Regions from separate parts of the Mus musculus genome. Here region 2 is linked to region 1. Evidence: chromatin contacts called from public promoter capture Hi-C data. All regions are on one chromosome and are shown on one strand. Each heading gives the region's core, a stretch centred on a gene start, on an enhancer-like site or on the middle of the called end of the contact. The rest is flanking DNA. Distances are from core to core; before and after follow the strand shown.

Region 1 (4,214 bases), core at 496-2,995:
AGCAGGTCCTAAGAGAGGTTGAGGTCTGGACCCTCTGGAGACAGGCAGTCAGAGTCAGGATGTCCAGGCCAGAGGGGTAAGTGGGTTCTGGGACTGAGAAGCCCCCACCCCCATTCTCTGAGCCCTCTGCAGGAAACAAAGGCCAAAGAGGGGGAGGGGCAAGAAAAGAAGAGAGGGGTGGGATGGACCCTTCAGAGTGGGCTCCTACCAGCCTCAGCCTTTGGGCCTGAGAAGACCCAACGCAGGCTCAGGCCCAGCCCATGGTCTTACTGCGCAGCAGGGAGGGCAAAGGATACTTTGGGGTTGCAATTGCTATAGAAGAAGGCCTCCCATCCAGCCTCCATAGCTGTGGTCTCTCAGCTCTGCCCCTTTTATTTTAGTGCTTGACCCCCGCGGCCTCCCCTCCTCTGCCACCTTTCCTCTTCCTTCACTTCCCTTTCACCTTCGATGTTTCTCCAAACACACTCTTTCCCCTTCTCATCTTTCCGAGGCCTATTTCACTCTCCTCTCCGAATTTTGTGTTCTTGGGCCTGATCCTAGCCTTAGCAGCTTCCTACATGCAGTGCCATCCCCAGTCTCCAACAATTGCCCATCCAAGGGGATCTCATACCACCCAGGCCCCAGTACACAGGAAGACTAGGAGCTCACTAAGCCCGAAGTCACCAAAAGAATGCATAGGGAGGGAGCAGAGCCCTGACCATTGCCCACCCCTTCCCCGCAACCTCACTCACTGTCAGGACTTAGACCACCTCCGTAGCCGCCGTGCACCCGTGGGTACCACCGCGTTGTACCTCCGCAGCCGAGCGCGAAGGGCGGGCCGGGCCCAGGAGGCGGCCGGGGCCCTAGGCCCAGTGCCCGGGCCCTCGCCTCCCCGCCCGGCCCGCTGCCCGCGCGCTGCTGTCGCCGCCGCTGTAGTCGTCGTCGCGCCTGCTCCGGATCCTCGTCCTCGGGGTCGTCGTCGTCCTCTTCCTCTTCCTCGCGGACGCCATCGCCCTGGGTTGAGCGCCCCGCGCCCTTGGCCTCGGCTGCTAGCAGGTTCTCGATGAGGAAGGAGGAGGCGCGAGCTGGTGTGGCGCGCCCGGGCTCGGTCAGCTCATCCGGCATCGCGGCCGCGGGCCCGTCGGGCAAGGCTGGGATCCTGGGGGTCCCTGGTTGCCTGGGGCGCAGCTGCTCTTCCCGGCCCCGTTTGGATAGTGGCGAACGGCCGCCTGGCGCACGCGCGGCCTGGCCCTGGAGAGCCGCTGCCCGGAGTGAGGGCGTCGGGCTCCACGAGGCGGGCGTCGGCTTCTGTGCCGGGCTGGGCTGGGCGGGAGCGGGTGCGCGCGGACGGCCGTTCCCGCAGCAGCCTCCCTCGCGTTTCTCCGAGCGGTTCAGGTCGCCGCCCCGGCTGGCCTCACGGGAGGGGGAGGGGGCGGTGCCGGGGGCGGGGCGGCGCGAGTTTCGTAGGCTCAGCCCCAACGACCCGCTGCAGCCCGGAGAGAAGCCATTGCCGGAGATGCTGCCCGGCCGGACTCTGCGCGCAGGTGGTGGCAGGGCCCAGGGCAGGAGACCCGGTGGTCCTGGGGGTACGACCCCGCGAGATGCGTTCCGGCGCCCCCCACCCCGGTACCCGCGCCAGGGAGTGGGAGAAGGCGGGGCCTCGGCTGGGAGGTCGACCATTGGCTACAGGGTCGCTGTGAAGCCCAGACTGGCCAATCGCATCCGAGGAGAGCCTTGCTCACCCTCCGGGAGCGTGTCGGAACCCGCAGAACGCTCGGTTTGTGCGTGAGTCCCTGTGACTGTGTATTTGCGCGCGGGTAAGGACTATTGCCGACTGGGCCGCAGTCTTTTTCTTTTTTTTTAAGACCTCGCGTGTAATTTAAAACGGGGATTCTGCCAAAACAAGTTTGCAGAGACGCAGCATGTTTTAACTCTTACGCGTAACGAAATATGCTCTTGGTGCCATCGCGCTGCGATGGAATGCTCTCATATCCCGGGCTCAGTTTCGGTGTGTAAAGAGAGTCAAGCCCGAAGGTGCCCCATGGTGTCACGCTGGGTAGGAACAGATTACATTTGCTCTGGCACCTCCATTGCCCGGCCTTCTCACTCTCTTTCAGGCTGGTAAGAGCTTCGTGCCTAGCCACTGTGCGGGACTGCAGGTCTTGAGGAACAATTCCTCTTTCTGCCTCTCTTGCCCTGCACAAAGTGAATTTTCTTCCCCCGCTTCAGGAGCAAGGCCGCAGAGGGTAACCCAGACTTCGCTGAGACCAACGGAGCTGTGATCCACTTCCAACAGGAATAGGGGGACAGCCTAGTCACTGAGCGGAACGCTTCACTGGATGCGGGTTATCACGGAAGGCCCATCTAGCTGCTCAGTGCGGGTCACAGACAGTGCGTAAAGAAGTGTGTCCCACTGTCCAGGAGAAGGCAACTGCAGGCCCGGAGCCCACTTTGTTTAATCTCCCCAACAAGAGAAATAGAGGGAAATAGAGTCACCCTATACTTCAAAGGGAAAAACTAATGTGAAAAGAGAGCGCTTCCCCTCCCTCCCACTATAAGTGGCTCTTGAGGATATAGAAGGATGGATGAGCCGCCAGGCTAAGGAACCTTTGGGGTCTGCACCCTGGCTAGAAACCTGGATGGGAAGTGGGTTTTGTGCACGATAGGACTTGATTTTGGAGCCATATTGGGCAAGGCAAGAGGAATCGCTGGCAAGCAGCCACATTTCATAGGTGAGGGCTCTGAGTCAAAGTTGGGTGTCTCCAACTTTGACTCAGAGTGTCCCAAGTGCTGTTACTTCCTGGGTGTCCCAGCTCAGACATACTCAGGGACCTGGGTAGAGGTGGGGGCGGGGAGGGAGAAATTAGCAATGATATTTGTTTGTAGGAATCAGGCACAACCCCTGGGCCGGCCAATTCAGGTTGGTTTTGTTGTTGGTGGTGGTTTGTTTTTGTTTTGATATGGTTTTTCGTTTTTCCGAGTTAGGGTATCTATGTTAGCCCAGAGATCCTTTTGCCCCTGCCTCCTGAGTGCTGGGATTAAAGGCATGAGGCATCACTGCAGGGCTCGGGGTTGTTTTTTGAAGTGATGAAGAAACAGACCAGAAAGGAGCCCTACTAAAAATGGTGATGGAGAGAACCGTCCAACTTCTGCAAGTTCCAGGCTCCCCTTGTGAACAGTACCTTCCTGCTTGTAAAATGGAGCCTGTTGGGTGGGTGCTGTGGCTTCCATTTTATTTCTCTGCTCTCTGGATGGGGGAGCCAGGCTGGGCTTCTTAGGCACCAGGGTTGTAATTCCCTCTGCCCTAGGGCCCTGGCCCTTGGTCCTGGCCCCTTGTGGTTACACCGGTTACACCTTACACCGTGGATAAGTGCTGCTCCCATACTCCATTGGGCAGAGAGAGACCTGCCTGGTCTTACCCAGCACTCCCTCTGGAGCCGTGCATCAGAGTGGCGCCTCAGTACTAGACCAGCAAGGGATGGTGGTCAGAAATGGGGAAAGGGCATCCACATCTCCTGGTACTGGCTTGGGAGCACTAGAAAGAGGGTGACAGCCACACTACTTGGCCTCTGGATCCTACGGACTACAAGTGGTGGTACCACTCAGGAGCAGGGTGTGTATGTGTCAGGAACTCCCAAGTTAGCCCTGTGGGTGCTCACCCAGGTCCTGGGGGCCCCAAGCTCAGCCTACACGGAGGAGAGCAGAGAGGTACTGCTTGAATCCTTCCTTGCTGCCAGAGTTTTAGCACTGATGCTGCCCAGCGTATAGGCTGGTTTGTCCCAATTCAAGGCCAATTTGGCTGAGGAAGTAAGGCTGCCAAGCACTAACCCAAGCAGCAACTTCTGGTGCTGCCTTGCCAGAGCCCTCTATATTCCTCCACAGAGTTCTGGGGCTGGAGGACTGTCCCCTTCCAAGCCATGCCCATCCATGTTCACACACAGTAGCTGTGCAGGCTGTGGCATCTCTCCCCACTTTATCCTGCTGCCTTGTTTCTGTCTCACCTATCCTGTGTACTGAGATCTGTCAGGAAACCTGCCAGGCCTTAGCAGAGTCTGCCTGGTCCAGAGGCTGTACTTCACAAATGTCCCCTAAATCTGCGCGATTGGATCTAGGGCGGCAAGAGGATCCGAGTGGCCAGCTGCAGGACCACTTCAGACCTTTTCACCAACAAGCCTTTCATTTGGAAAAACTTGACAAAATGCCTATTTTACATGTTTTTTTTAAATTACTATATT
Region 2 (3,864 bases), core at 639-3,138, 290 kb before region 1:
CCATGTTAACTATGACCTCATCTGACATGACTCTGGGCTGAAGCAAGGGTCAGGCATAAAAGTCTGGAAGCCAAAGTCTGGCTCTGTTGTTCTACTATGGCCAAGTCAGAAGGACAGTCTGGGGTGCCCAGGAGGGAGGCAGACCCTGGTACACCCTAGCTGCAACCAGCTCTATGCTGGTTCATGGTGAAGAACTGCAGTACATGGAAAGGGGAAAAACACAGGCTGATGGGGCTGGATGGGTCAAGCCAGCCACCCACCACAGTTAGAGAGTGGGCATCAGGGAAGAGTCAGGCCAGAGCCCACTCACACTGTTGGATGACAAAGGCTGTCAAGTGTCTGATGCCTCTTTCTGTCCTGAGAGTAGGAAGAGCTGCCCCTACCCTGGTGGACTACATAGGAGATGCCAGGCCCTTGCAGATCAAAGGCCTGGGGTCACTCAGACTCCAGAGAGAGGCCCAAGGTGTCCCTGTGACTGAGTGAGAAACTGTAAAGGGCTAAGGCAGCAGGGGGAGCCACTGCCCTGCCTTTGCACAAGACTCCCTGGAAGCTTCCAGAACAAAGACAGAGCCTGGAATGGACTCCCTCTTAGAAGCGAGGCTACAGCTGTGTCTATCCTTTAATTCCAAGCCTCGGCTTCCCTTCTGTACAGGTGACTGAAAGCATTTATGCAGCCATAGTAAGGGTCAGGTCAGGTGACCAGGGAGGATGATGTGACCCAGAGGGAAAAAGTTGGACTCGAGACCTCGGACAAAGCGAATGTGAGTGAAACCTGTAACTCACTGTCATTTTCCAGCCTCACTCTGAGGCCCCCACACTCACCCCAGGGGTAGGAGGGCACAGGGAACCTACTCAAACATGTGGAACAGCTTGCCATGACATACACGGTAGAGCAAAACCTTGTTTGCATCATTTCCCCATCTGCATTGGAGAAGTCCGGAGGGAGACCTGGCCTGCACTTCTGTTAAGAGAAAGTAATGCTTTCCCCCTCCTCACACACAACACCACAACATCACTACCCCCCCCCCAATACACCACACACACATACACTACCACCTCTACTAGGTGAGTGCTCACACCTGGAACCCCACTTCCTTTTTTCCCAAACAACTCAGTCTGATGAGGCCACTCTGCTTCCTGGCTACTGGGCTTTTCCCAGACCTGGAACCAGACTGCTCCCCAGGCCTTCCTCCTCTGCCCTCCACCAACATCCATCCAAGGTATGTGTGGCTTTATCAACTCATGGAAGCAGAGGTGTCACCATACCACACCACACCACACACCCTCCAGTGTGCTACCTGTTTCCAGTGCTGTTGAGAAACTGCAGAAGGTAACAGCTTCCTGCCAAGCTACTCTACTATGCTTTCTTTCCCTCCAGAGTTGCACACCAGGTTCTCCAGCCCCTGGAACAACGGATTCATTCAGTCTAGGGCCACCTCCCAGGGAGGCTCTGTTGGGTCCTCTGACTCCTGAAGCTCCAGCCACTAGCAACTTGACCTCCTGTACCCTGCTACCTGTCCTGGGTCTGAAGTAGCTTGGTGATTGCATGAGGAGGCACCAAAGTGTTGGGGAAAGTTGAGCAGGTGCTTTCTGTTCCTGCACTGCCTGGTGTCCTGGTACTGCCTGGTGTCCTGGCACTTCCAACGACTCTGAGGTAGGAGGTGCTCAGTAATCCTTGTAGAAGAAACAGAAGGACAACAGGCAGCAACCAGAGTTCTAGATCTGAGAGAGCCCAGAATAGATCCAAGGCAGATGGCCCCCCTCCAGCTGAAGATGGGAGGAAGGGAGCACCTGGCTGCTTTCTAAGTATCCGCTCCAATGTTGCCCGGTGGAGTGATGCAGAGCAGGAGGGGTCTAGGTTTGGGGCCTTGCTGAGCTTGGCTGCTCAAGTAGAGTAGGGGTTCCTCTGTGAAGGAGAGCTAGGGACAGAATTTGGACTTGTTCATGTCTCTGGGGTTGCGGTCAGGTCCCTGGCTAGGACTGGAGTATTCCGAAGCAGCTCCCCTTTCCCAGACCCTCATTCTGGGCCGGCAGACCTGTCACCCAAAGTGCACACCAGGCAAGCGGGGAGCAGGAGGCTCCGGGTGGGTCCCCACCAGCCGGGGCGGGGTCCCGTGGGGCAGGGGCGGGGCTGGCGGCGGGCAGGGCCGCCCCTTCCAGCGAGGGCAGACTGTCTTGGCCTTTAAGCGCCTGCTGAAGCTCGGCTGAGAGAGGCCCGGGTCAGTCCCCACACCATGCCCTGTTTGCGCTCCGGGCCAGAGTGCGCCTGAGCGGTTCGGGCCTCGGTATCCCCGCGGGTCTTGCGCCGCCGCCTCTCCGCGATGCAGGCGCGCGCGCTGCTCCCCGCCACGCTGGCCATTCTGGCCACGCTGGCTGTGTTGGCTCTGGCCCGGGAGCCCCCAGCGGCTCCGTGTCCTGCGCGCTGCGACGTGTCGCGCTGTCCGAGCCCTCGCTGCCCTGGGGGCTATGTGCCTGACCTCTGCAACTGCTGCCTGGTGTGCGCTGCCAGCGAGGGCGAGCCCTGCGGCCGCCCCCTGGACTCTCCGTGCGGGGACAGTCTGGAGTGCGTGCGCGGCGTGTGCCGCTGCCGTTGGACCCACACTGTGTGTGGCACAGACGGGCATACTTATGCCGACGTGTGCGCGCTGCAGGCCGCCAGCCGTCGTGCGTTGCAGGTCTCCGGGACTCCAGTGCGCCAGCTGCAGAAGGGTGCCTGTCCCTCTGGTAAGCTCCACCAGGAATCAAAAAAGCCTTACTCTGAGGAAACTGAGGTCCAGGGGAATCTGTCCACTTCCACTAGGCAGCCTTTTAAGAATAGTTCACACAACCCTCTGGCTTTCTAGATGGGGAAACTGAGGTCCCCAAGAGATAAATGCTGTCCCCAAAGTCACAAAAAGTTAGACTTAAACTCTAGTGTGGCAGCCTGGTAGCGTCTGGTGGGCTGTGAGGCTCTGACCCAGCCACACTCCTGTTTCTTAGAGTCCTCCAGTGACTTACAAGGGAACGAGCGTCAAGCAATCTTTTCCTGGTCTCTGTCTTCAATTCCTGCTCTGTTTTCTTCTGTCAGGCTGTGCTGGGTGCTGGTTCTGTGTGCCTGTCTTGGGCCTGGCTGTCTGAGAGGCAGAGGGTTTTCAGGGTGGCCAGGCACCTGCATTACTCTGCTCCCTTCATGGTTGTGTTTGGTGTACTCTTCTCTGCTCTCCCATGTGACAGATACTATTAACATCAGGTTCTGGGCAGAAACCAGTAAGAATGGAATTGTTCTTTACAGATTGAGCCATTTGTAAGAAAAAAATCTTTTCTGGCCTGACTGTCCCTAACTGGAAACAGTGTATCAGTGCATGGCATAAAGCAGACCTTCTGGTACCCTCGAGACTTCTAGACTGTGGAGGGCACAGAGCTATGGAGAGAGAGGAGAATGTCAGTCTGAGGATCAGGCAGGCATCCATCACTAAGAATGGCAGGATTCCTGTGGCTATTGGCAGGATCTTAGGCTTCAGAGACCCACTGTCCTCAGTTGATCGCTTCATTGTGTTCTGGGTACCTGACTATGAGCGATCTGGTGTCAGGCCTGGGAGAAGCCCCTGCAAGGAATATGTAGCCAGGGGACAACAGATGCTGAGTCTCAGCATTACTTCCTGTGCTGGGTCTATGAGCCACCTCCCAAGAGAGGTGTTGAGTTGGGACAGTAAATGGGGCTCCCTGGCAAGGATGGGGGAGAGTGGAGAGGCTTGGGCAGAGCAGAGACCAAGATCTGATCTAGAGCGCGCTGGCCACCATCAAAACACAAGCTGCCAAGGAGTTGTCGGGTACTGCAGCCAAAGAGGAAGGACATATTATCAGAGATGTTCACACGCCAGGGTC

What was found. Promoter capture Hi-C pulls out the DNA fragments that hold promoters and counts their contacts.
Region 2: a contact with region 1 is called in a promoter capture Hi-C map of stem cell-derived epiblast-like cells, with 2.0 times the contacts expected there. The contact joins the promoter of Htra3 here to the promoter of E130018O15Rik in region 1. A contact is called at or near these places in 3 of 39 promoter capture datasets (hippocampal neurons, liver and stem cell-derived epiblast-like cells) and 1 of 115 datasets of contacts at active chromatin or transcription factors (forebrain).

Annotation. Positions count from the first base shown.
Region 1 is chr5:35,386,007-35,390,220 of GRCm38.p6, reverse strand. It overlaps E130018O15Rik (RIKEN cDNA E130018O15 gene), which reads left to right and starts at 1,745. Exons shown (of 2, transcript NR_152157.1): 1 at 1,745-1,796. It overlaps Hmx1 (H6 homeobox 1), which reads right to left and starts at 1,360. Exons shown (of 2, transcript NM_010445.4): 1 at 732-1,360. The coding sequence starts at 1,104.
Region 2 is chr5:35,677,804-35,681,667 of GRCm38.p6, reverse strand. It overlaps Htra3 (HtrA serine peptidase 3), which reads left to right and starts at 1,888. Exons shown (of 9, transcript NM_030127.3): 1 at 1,888-2,724. The coding sequence starts at 2,322.